Regions from separate parts of the Arachis hypogaea genome. Here region 2 is linked to region 1. A link is a contact called in public Hi-C data. All regions are on one chromosome and are shown on one strand. Each heading gives the region's core, a stretch centred on a gene start, on an enhancer-like site or on the middle of the called end of the contact. The rest is flanking DNA. Distances are from core to core; before and after follow the strand shown. Region 1 holds the start of LOC112766419. Region 2 holds the start of LOC112763714.

Evidence for each region. A called contact is a pair of places that touch in the nucleus more often than the background predicts.
Region 2: a Hi-C map of leaf shows a contact between it and region 1, with 2.5 times the contacts expected there. The contact joins the promoter of LOC112763714 here to the promoter of LOC112766419 in region 1. A contact is called at or near these places in 3 of 8 Hi-C or Micro-C datasets (leaf and an unstated tissue).

Annotation. Positions count from the first base shown.
Region 1 is chr17:115,792,139-115,796,357 of arahy.Tifrunner.gnm2.J5K5, reverse strand. LOC112766419 reads right to left here and starts at 2,878. Exons shown (of 6, transcript XM_072223358.1): 1 at 2,737-2,878; 2 at 2,562-2,619; 3 at 2,053-2,421; 4 at 1,236-1,576; 5 at 898-1,146; 6 at 227-759. The coding sequence starts at 2,814. The coding sequence ends at 919. It overlaps LOC112764486, which reads left to right and starts at 2,878. Exons shown (of 4, transcript XM_025810124.2): 1 at 2,878-3,780; 2 at 3,899-4,219. The coding sequence starts at 3,992.
Region 2 is chr17:116,125,451-116,129,628 of arahy.Tifrunner.gnm2.J5K5, reverse strand. LOC112763714 reads left to right here and starts at 2,854. Exons shown (of 1, transcript XM_025809314.1): 1 at 2,854-3,267. The coding sequence starts at 2,854. The coding sequence ends at 3,267.

The sequences.
Region 1 (4,219 bases), core at 1,629-4,128:
AATTAATTATTATATTCATCAAATTTTAAAATTTTCATTTCCACTACAATACAATAGAAAAAACATATTAATTAAATATATAACTACCACACAACAACAAATTGTTAATCGTTAATTAAATATCTAAACACTATTTATAACAATAATTAGCTCAATCAAAAAATTTCTAAATTTATTTTATTAAATCTTTAATTAATATCTAAACACTATTTCTAACAATAAATAATTAAATATCTAAACACTATTTCTAACAATAAAAAATAATATTATACATACAATAATATTTCTTCTTAAATCTATATACATCATTACTATTTTTAATAAATCAAAATATTTAATAATAAAAACTTACATAATTCCAAGATAATTAACAAATGAAACTCCAGTTGATTAACTTCTTTTATTTTTGGTCCTCTAGGCATTGTTTTTGAATTGTTGATGGTGTTTTTGGTGGTCCAAACAATGGAAGAAATGAAGGGAGAAGTGGTGTTGGGGTGGGTTTCGGATAGTGAGAAGGGTGAGAGTGAAAGTGATGGTGGAAAAGAGTGTAACGAAGCTTAAGGAGTGTGATGCACTGGGGAGAGCTGCATGCGCGCCACGTCTTCGGTACGCAAATCGGTCCAATTTGTGCACCCGCCGATTTCAGTAATCGGACCATCCGATTACTTCCCCTCTCATCGGACCGTCCGATTTGTTTGACACCTCCATCACAGCGGCGTGAAGCACCATAGACCCCATAACCATGCGATACACCACCTGCTACCCCATATCAAAATTAAAAAAGTGCCTTTCAGTTTGTAGGTTCAGGACTGCACAAAATGTATACAACCTTTTTTATGAAAAAGGCTTGCATATAAGTTACTCTTAACAAAGATATCAACTAAATAGAATACATACAATAATCTTCCGAAATCCAACTCAGTAATTGTTTTCTAGTACATGCCTAGAGCTAGAAGGGAAAAGCCTCAAAAGAAACGTCATCAATGACCAAATGCACAAAATCGCCAGTGCTTGGAAGGTTACCATCATTGCAAATAAAGCTCCAGTTCGTTCCAGCACTTCTGGTGTCAAAGCAAGTCCCTTCAAAGAGAACATCAACCTCTCCGCAAAATTAGCTGCCCTTGTAAGCTGATACAGTCTGAATAACTGTCAAACCAATTGATCAATGTTAGCTAAAAATCAATGTGAAAATTGCAAGAGAGCGCACGCACACATATATAAATAAATAAATAAACCTCGAAGATAATTGGGACTAGGGGCCAGCATGATGTCCGACGCTTGTCCAAAAATCTCTCAAATGCAATTTGAGCAACACAGCCGACTAAAAAGGGGGTTATAGCCACAACAGTTGCCATGGGAATCACTGGTGAAGTCATCCACAGAAGAGCGAGAGGAACAACAATCTTCAAACCCATTGTGAAGGCGGCAGAGTGACGGTATCCTCTGAGGCCGGTGATCAGATCCCATCTTTTTGAGCTATACTCCAAATATGGCCTCTGGACGCGATCAGTCACAAGCAGAAATATTGCAAGTCCAATGTAGAATGTGGCCTCAACAAAGAATGAACTCATAACATCTGCAGTTTGTTGGCAGCAGAAATGTGTATAAAGAGATACTTCTCACCAACATCTAACAATTTTCCTACATACAAATCCAGAAAATATAATCCAAAAGAATGTGCAATAACATGTCCACAATCCCATGGGATCAACACTTCACGTATCTTGTGATTTCCTCTTAAGAATTTCTTAGCTATTCAAGTAACTAACTAAACTATCTAAGTTCTTTGACTTTTTCTTCCCCTGATGTTACCTTGACATTGAAGGTTAGGTTATTTATTCATAGTATTTGAAGTTCAAACAGAACTAGAGATTGCATCGGCATTAAGAAATATGATTACTTGAAAGAAATTATGGTTTTTATCTTGGGTTTTCAGCCTGCAACTATATGTCTATATCAGGCCAATAACTATAAACTTCCTGTTGACAGAATCAACACATGAATAATAATATGCAAAGAAAGTAAGAAAAATGCAAAGGTCAAGAAATATACCTACTAGGATCACATCGTTAAAGAAAGTTTCAACTACATTTCCAATAAAGAACTGTGGCAAAATCAAAGAGGATATGAGCACAACAGGAGCTAAAAGCCAGAAGTATGAGCTTTCCTCTTTTTCAAAGGGTGCAGATTCCAACTTCCCTTCTTCAACAGACTGGAATGTAATACCGTAGAACGAAACAGAGCCTGGTTTACCTCGAAATGGTTCTATCCCATTATAACTAGTAACCGCTACACTAGAATTTCGGTTTGGGCGAACCTCCAACCCACCATTTACATTTGAATCAGAAGCGTGCATTAGAAGAGGCCTTTGGAATCTATCCAATTCCAAATATGGAGGCCCTTTACTCACCCATTTCAAACCTGAAATCAAAGAGTTTCTATGCTGAATGATTTTGATGTAAATGCTAAACAACAAATTCAATAGAAAAAAATAATCTTAGAAACTGAAACAGTAGAATGCAGTGAAATTAGTGGGAGAAAGAAGAAGAAGAAGAACGTACATTTGGATGTGTCTGCAAACCGAAATCCGAATGGGGCGCGGGTTCGAAGCGCTTGTGACTGCCAAGAAACGGTGACAAGTGAAAAAAAAATGAGAAAAAAGGAAGAGAAGAGTTGCTATGGAAAGATGAGAAATTGATAGGGAGGCGTGGATTAAGTTTTACAATATGAACGTACTGAGGTTAAACGACGATGATGATTAGAGAATTGGAGAGGCTGAGAGGTAAGACCACAACAAAGGGTTCGAAGTTCCATCCCTTCTTCCACCTTAACCCCTTACCTTACTATCCTCACTCAGTCGTTAGTCCGATACTTTCAAGTTTCAGTTCTAGTGTTTACTAGTACCATTGTAAAACTTTTCTCACCCAACAAATTTTATTAAATTTAAATTAAAAATTATTTATAGTTACTTCAAATAGGGATTTTACTTGTCGATTTTTCGTGCAAAATTTTTAATTTAAATTTGTATGCTTTCAATCATGTTGGTACTAAGAGTTATAGTTCAAATTATATATTTTTTTTATATTTTCTTAGAAATTGCAAATTCAAATTTCATTATTTTTGAAAAAAAAATCATGTTTGTGTTAGAAAATTTTATTATCCTAAAAGATTTCAAAAATAGTAAAAACTTAGGTATAGTAATTTTTAAATAGAGTTAATGATTTAAAATTATTAATTGATAATATAATTAGGTATATTAAATTATTTAATTATTAATTTTATATATTGATTAATTTATCTATTATTTAAAAATAATTAATTTATTTAAAATTTTTTATTACATATTTAATTATTTTATAATAAAATTTATTAAAAATTTATTTAAGTATTAAGAAATATTGACGAAAACCATTTTCAAAAATTTTTAAGATAATAAAAAATTTAATTTTTATAAGACTTTTCTTTTGGGGTGTAGATAATGGACAGAGACGAAAAACAAATTTGCTTTCTTGACATTACTGTGCCCGTGAATTACTTACGGCAAGTGAATGGTGACAGGGGTGAGGGAGTGAGAGGTTTAAGGTGGCAAAGCTCGTTGTTTTCTAAAACCCTAAATTGAAGGGATGGAACTTGGTGCCCTTTGCTGTAGTCTTCCCTCTCAACCTCTCCAATTCTCTAATCGCCGTATTATCTCAGTGAGTAGTAATCCACAAGCGCCTGGAACTCGCACCACATTCAGATTTCAGACACCAAGTTTGAGCTTTGCATGCGCGTCCAAATGTACACCTTTTTTTTTCTCTCTTTTTATTGCATTGCTTATGCGCTGCGTTGAAATAAAATACTAACATAAATAAATAAATGAGCTGAGTTTTTTCTTCTTCTTTTTTTTTTTTTGTAGCGTTTTGGGTCTCCCAAGTCCCAATCATTCATCAAATTTAACATTTTGATTTCAGGTTTGAAGTGGGTAGATACATGGCCTTCAATTTCTCTTATGCATGCATCTGATTCTAATGTATTTGTTACTTCTGATGATGAGGTGGAGCTAGTAAGTGGTAAATCAGGCTCCTGTTCTTTTCATGGGATGACATTCCCGTCGGTAGAAGGAGGAAAATCGAAAAATGCCTCCTTTGAAAAAAAGGACAACTCTTTTTTCTGGCTTTTAGCTCCTGCTGCATTCATATCCTGTTTGATTCTGCCGCGATTTTTTCTCAGGGATGTG
Region 2 (4,178 bases), core at 1,605-4,104, 330 kb before region 1:
GTCTGAAATTTCAACGTCATTGGATAAAAATATATCAACCTACAATCAGCAAGGGCCCAAATCATTGATTCAGAAGGTACAAGTCCTACTATAGTTGGGCTTATTTCTTTGATTTTGGCCTTATGTTCACAAAAATCTGCTATATAAAAATCTGTTTGAATTAAAAATTTAAAATAGAGAGAAAGAAGGGATTTTTTTTTAAATTTTTTTTAATTATTTTATTTATGAAAATCGGTATTTTGTAGAGTTATTATCGATTTACATTATCTTACTTATCTCGTTTATAGTGTGTAAACGAACTAATTAAGGTGTATCTCATTTATACTGAGTTTATCTCATTTACAATATAAACGAGATGTGTCCATAATCAACGCTATTTTATATAAGCAACTTGTTTACAACGTGAAAAGTGTCACTTTCATTCACTTTTACATTTTTTTTCTCCTTTTTGGACCTTTTTTTCTTAATATTACCGACACGCGTAGATGTTTGACATAATGATATCAATTGTTTGAACGCAACGTGGCATATCGTTGGAGCGATCGACTTTTAGATTAATATTGTTATTTTTCTCTTTTAAATAATATGCATATAGTTATGGTACTTTTATAGATTTAATACTGCTATATATATGACTAAAATAGATGTTGCGTTAGTACATTGTTTAGGTTAATTGGCAATTTAGCTTTTATTTGGTGGTGGAATATATTGTTAGTAACTTGCTTTTATGGATATTAGTTAGATTCTCTTTAAAAAAACTTGTTAAATGTTTGATATTTATGGATTTATTTAATTTAATCAGGAAGAATAATAAATTTTAAGATGTAAAATAATTGTTTATTATATTTTTTATTTTTTATTTTTTATTTTTTATTTCAAATTTTATATTCTTAATTTTGATTTTAAATATTTCATGTATTAAATTAAATTTTTATTGAAATATTTTTTTATTTTAATAGAGGCCTCACTTGTTACTTCCTAGACGAGTTAGCCACACCCTTGCACCATCGGACGTCATTCTTCCATACTTGAGGGAGGCTGGGTTTGTCGACATGTGGCAGCTCAAGGACTTTGTCTTTGACAATACCCTGATTGCTGCTTTTGTGGAGCACTTCCACACTTTCCAGTTGCCTTGGGGTGAATGCACCATCATTTTACAGGACATTATATACCACCTTGGGTTACGCACCAATGAAGAGCTAGTTGACGGCTGTTTGCAGGACTTTCAGACATGGTACCAACACCCCACTTGGAAATGGGTAAAAGAGCTCCTAGGTGCTAGGCCTCCGCACTTTCAGCAGCCGAGGGAGCAGAGGAATGAGTTGTTTTTCATCAAGCTGACGTGACTGAGGCAGAGGGTGCAGCATGTACCATCTAGCTCAGATCCTGTCACCCTCCGACAATACATGAGGTGTTATATTCTGTTACTAATCGGGAGTTACCTGAAAACAGATAAGTCAAATAATCCGGTGTTACATTCTATTACACGTATCTCGTTTACACTATAAACGAGATAAGACATAAGAAGGTAGATGTGTATATTTCATTTACAGTGTAAACGAGATATGTGAAGATAAATGACATTTACAATGTAAACAAGATACGTTTCGACAAATTTTCAACAGCTATAAAAGGATGTGTAACCCTTTGTATTATCCACCAACATTTCACTTCTTCTTCTCTTCCGTTTTTCTTCCAAAAAATAAGCCAAAATGTCTAGTAGTAGTGGATATGTGATTGTAAGTGTGTATTCCAATTTCCATATGAGAGAATCTCATTTTGTTGCGTACCTGGCAAGTAAGTTTTTTGTCAGAGCTGAAAAGTCTAATATTGGGTAGCATTGGTGGTAGTGGGAGAAAAAAGATCGGAAGAATGGGGTATTGGTTGCTAGCACCGTAGAAAATAGAGTTTTTTAGTTTCATCTGTTTTGACTCCATGGAGTCGAGCATGTGTGCCTCATGTTTGACATCCATAGGAGAATCATGGTGGAACAAGTGATGGAACTTTCTGTAGAGGTAGGCGATGTCTATGGCGGTGGATTTAGCCAGTCGGATTTTGTGCAGGACGACCCTCCTCTCGTACCACCACTGCTACACTTTACTAGTCCAGTGGAAAACATGGACATTGATGGTGAGGACTCCGACGAGGAGTATGTTGCAAATAGCAACGACAGTAGTTCTTCTGAAGATGATGATGAAGAGAAATTTGTACCAGAGACGCCGGTCAAGCCATCAATTCGGTATTTTCTGCCCTCCCCGCACCCAATTCTGACCTTATCAGTTGTATTCAGTCACTATCATACATTAGATCTGGACGGGATGCATGAGAAAACTCCATTTTCCAACACGGGTGAAGACGATTACAACTTAGACAGTGGTGTAGAGTTTTGTGTTGGCCACAAGTTCAAAAGTAGATATGCAGTAATGCAGGGTGTGAAGAATTACAATATTCGCAGAAGTGCTGAGTACCGAGTTGTGGAGTCAGATCGATTAAAGTACCATGTGCATTGCTGGCAATATGCAGCAGGCTGCCCTTGGAGTCTCCTTGTTCCCCTCCGACAGAATCTTTGATATTGATGAGTTCAGGTTTAACCGTGGTGTATTTTCTCATTTATAATTATTATATTTGAATTAAATGCCAACCATGTATGTGTTATGTCGTTAGGGAGGTGCGTAAGGTTGGAGGAGCACACATGTGTTTAGCACCCATCAGGTCCCAAGACTATAGACAGTTGGATAGCAACCTCATCTGCCGTGTCATTCTGCCATTGATACAATCCAGCCCATCCATCAGCATCCCCGTTCTACAAGGTGCAGTTAGGCAAAGCTATCACCCTCGTACAGAAAGATCTGGATGGCGAAGCAAAAGGATGTTGCACAAATATATTGTGGGTGGGAGGAGTCATACAATAAGGTGCCGAGATTGCTGCAAGCACTGCAGAGTTATTATCCTGGAACGATATGTGAGTTCAGGGCTGTACCGTACTATGATGGGCACCTTATGGTGCATGACTGTAGCATGTTTGATAAAGTATTTTGGGTCTTCCCTGCTTATGTGGAGGCTTTCAAGCATTGCAATCCGTTCGTCTCTATCGACGGCACGCTGTATGGTAAATATTGTGGTGTTTTGCTTATTGCAGTGGCACAAGACGGTAACAGTAATATCCTTCATGTAGCCTTTGCAATTGTTGAGTCTGAGACCACAGAGTCCTGGTCTTTCTTCCTCACCAATCTGAGACAACATGTGGCCCACAGGATGGCCTATTAATTATTTCTGATAGATCTCAGGCTATCAAGGCTACACTGAGAGGCGATGATAGTGGTTGGTAGCTTTATAGAGCGTTCATGCTTATTGTGTCAAGAACATGGCGGCAAACTTTATGTCTTGTTTAAAGTTTTCTGAGGGAAAGAAATATCTCATAAATGCTACTTATAGTCCAAGCAAAGCTAGGTACGAGTAGTACATGGATGCCTTGAGAGGTTTGTCATGAGAGATGGCAGACTGGGCTGGTAGGTTCAACAAAGAGATCTGGCTACAACACTGCGATAGCGATCGCTGATTTGGGCACATGACAACGAACCTCTTCGAATTCATGAATGCAGTACTTAAGGATACACGTTATTTACCGATTTCAGCCATTGTGCGATGCACCTATGAGAGGATGCAGTAGTTGTTCGTCAAGAAGGGAAGGGAGGCACAAGTACAACTGGGGGCGGGGAATCAATTTTTCCAATGGCTGAATGTTGCTATTGAGAAGTTAAGAGAAAGGATCTCGAAGATGTGCGTTACTCACTACGATAGACAAGCTTCAGTGTTTGTGGTTGAGGAGTTAAAGCCTTTCGAGGGTTGGTCGCAAAGTTTGTTCCGTGTTCGGTTGATGGCAGACGTGTGACTGTGGCCTTTTCCAGTCACTGCATTTTTCATGTCGTCATGCGCTTGCCGCCTATGCCATCGCAAGTGTCGAATGGGGTCCTTATGTGCATCCAGTGTATAGGTAGGAGGCTGCATTCAAGGTGTATGAGGTGGAGTTCCCACTTATACCAGACGAAAATCTTTAGCCGGAGTGATATGGAACACAGCTGCGTCCTAGTCCATCCATGTGCAGGAAGGCTATTGGGAGACATCCACCAGGTTTCGTAATGAGATGGATGAGGGTGAGCGCCAAGAGAAGAGGTGTG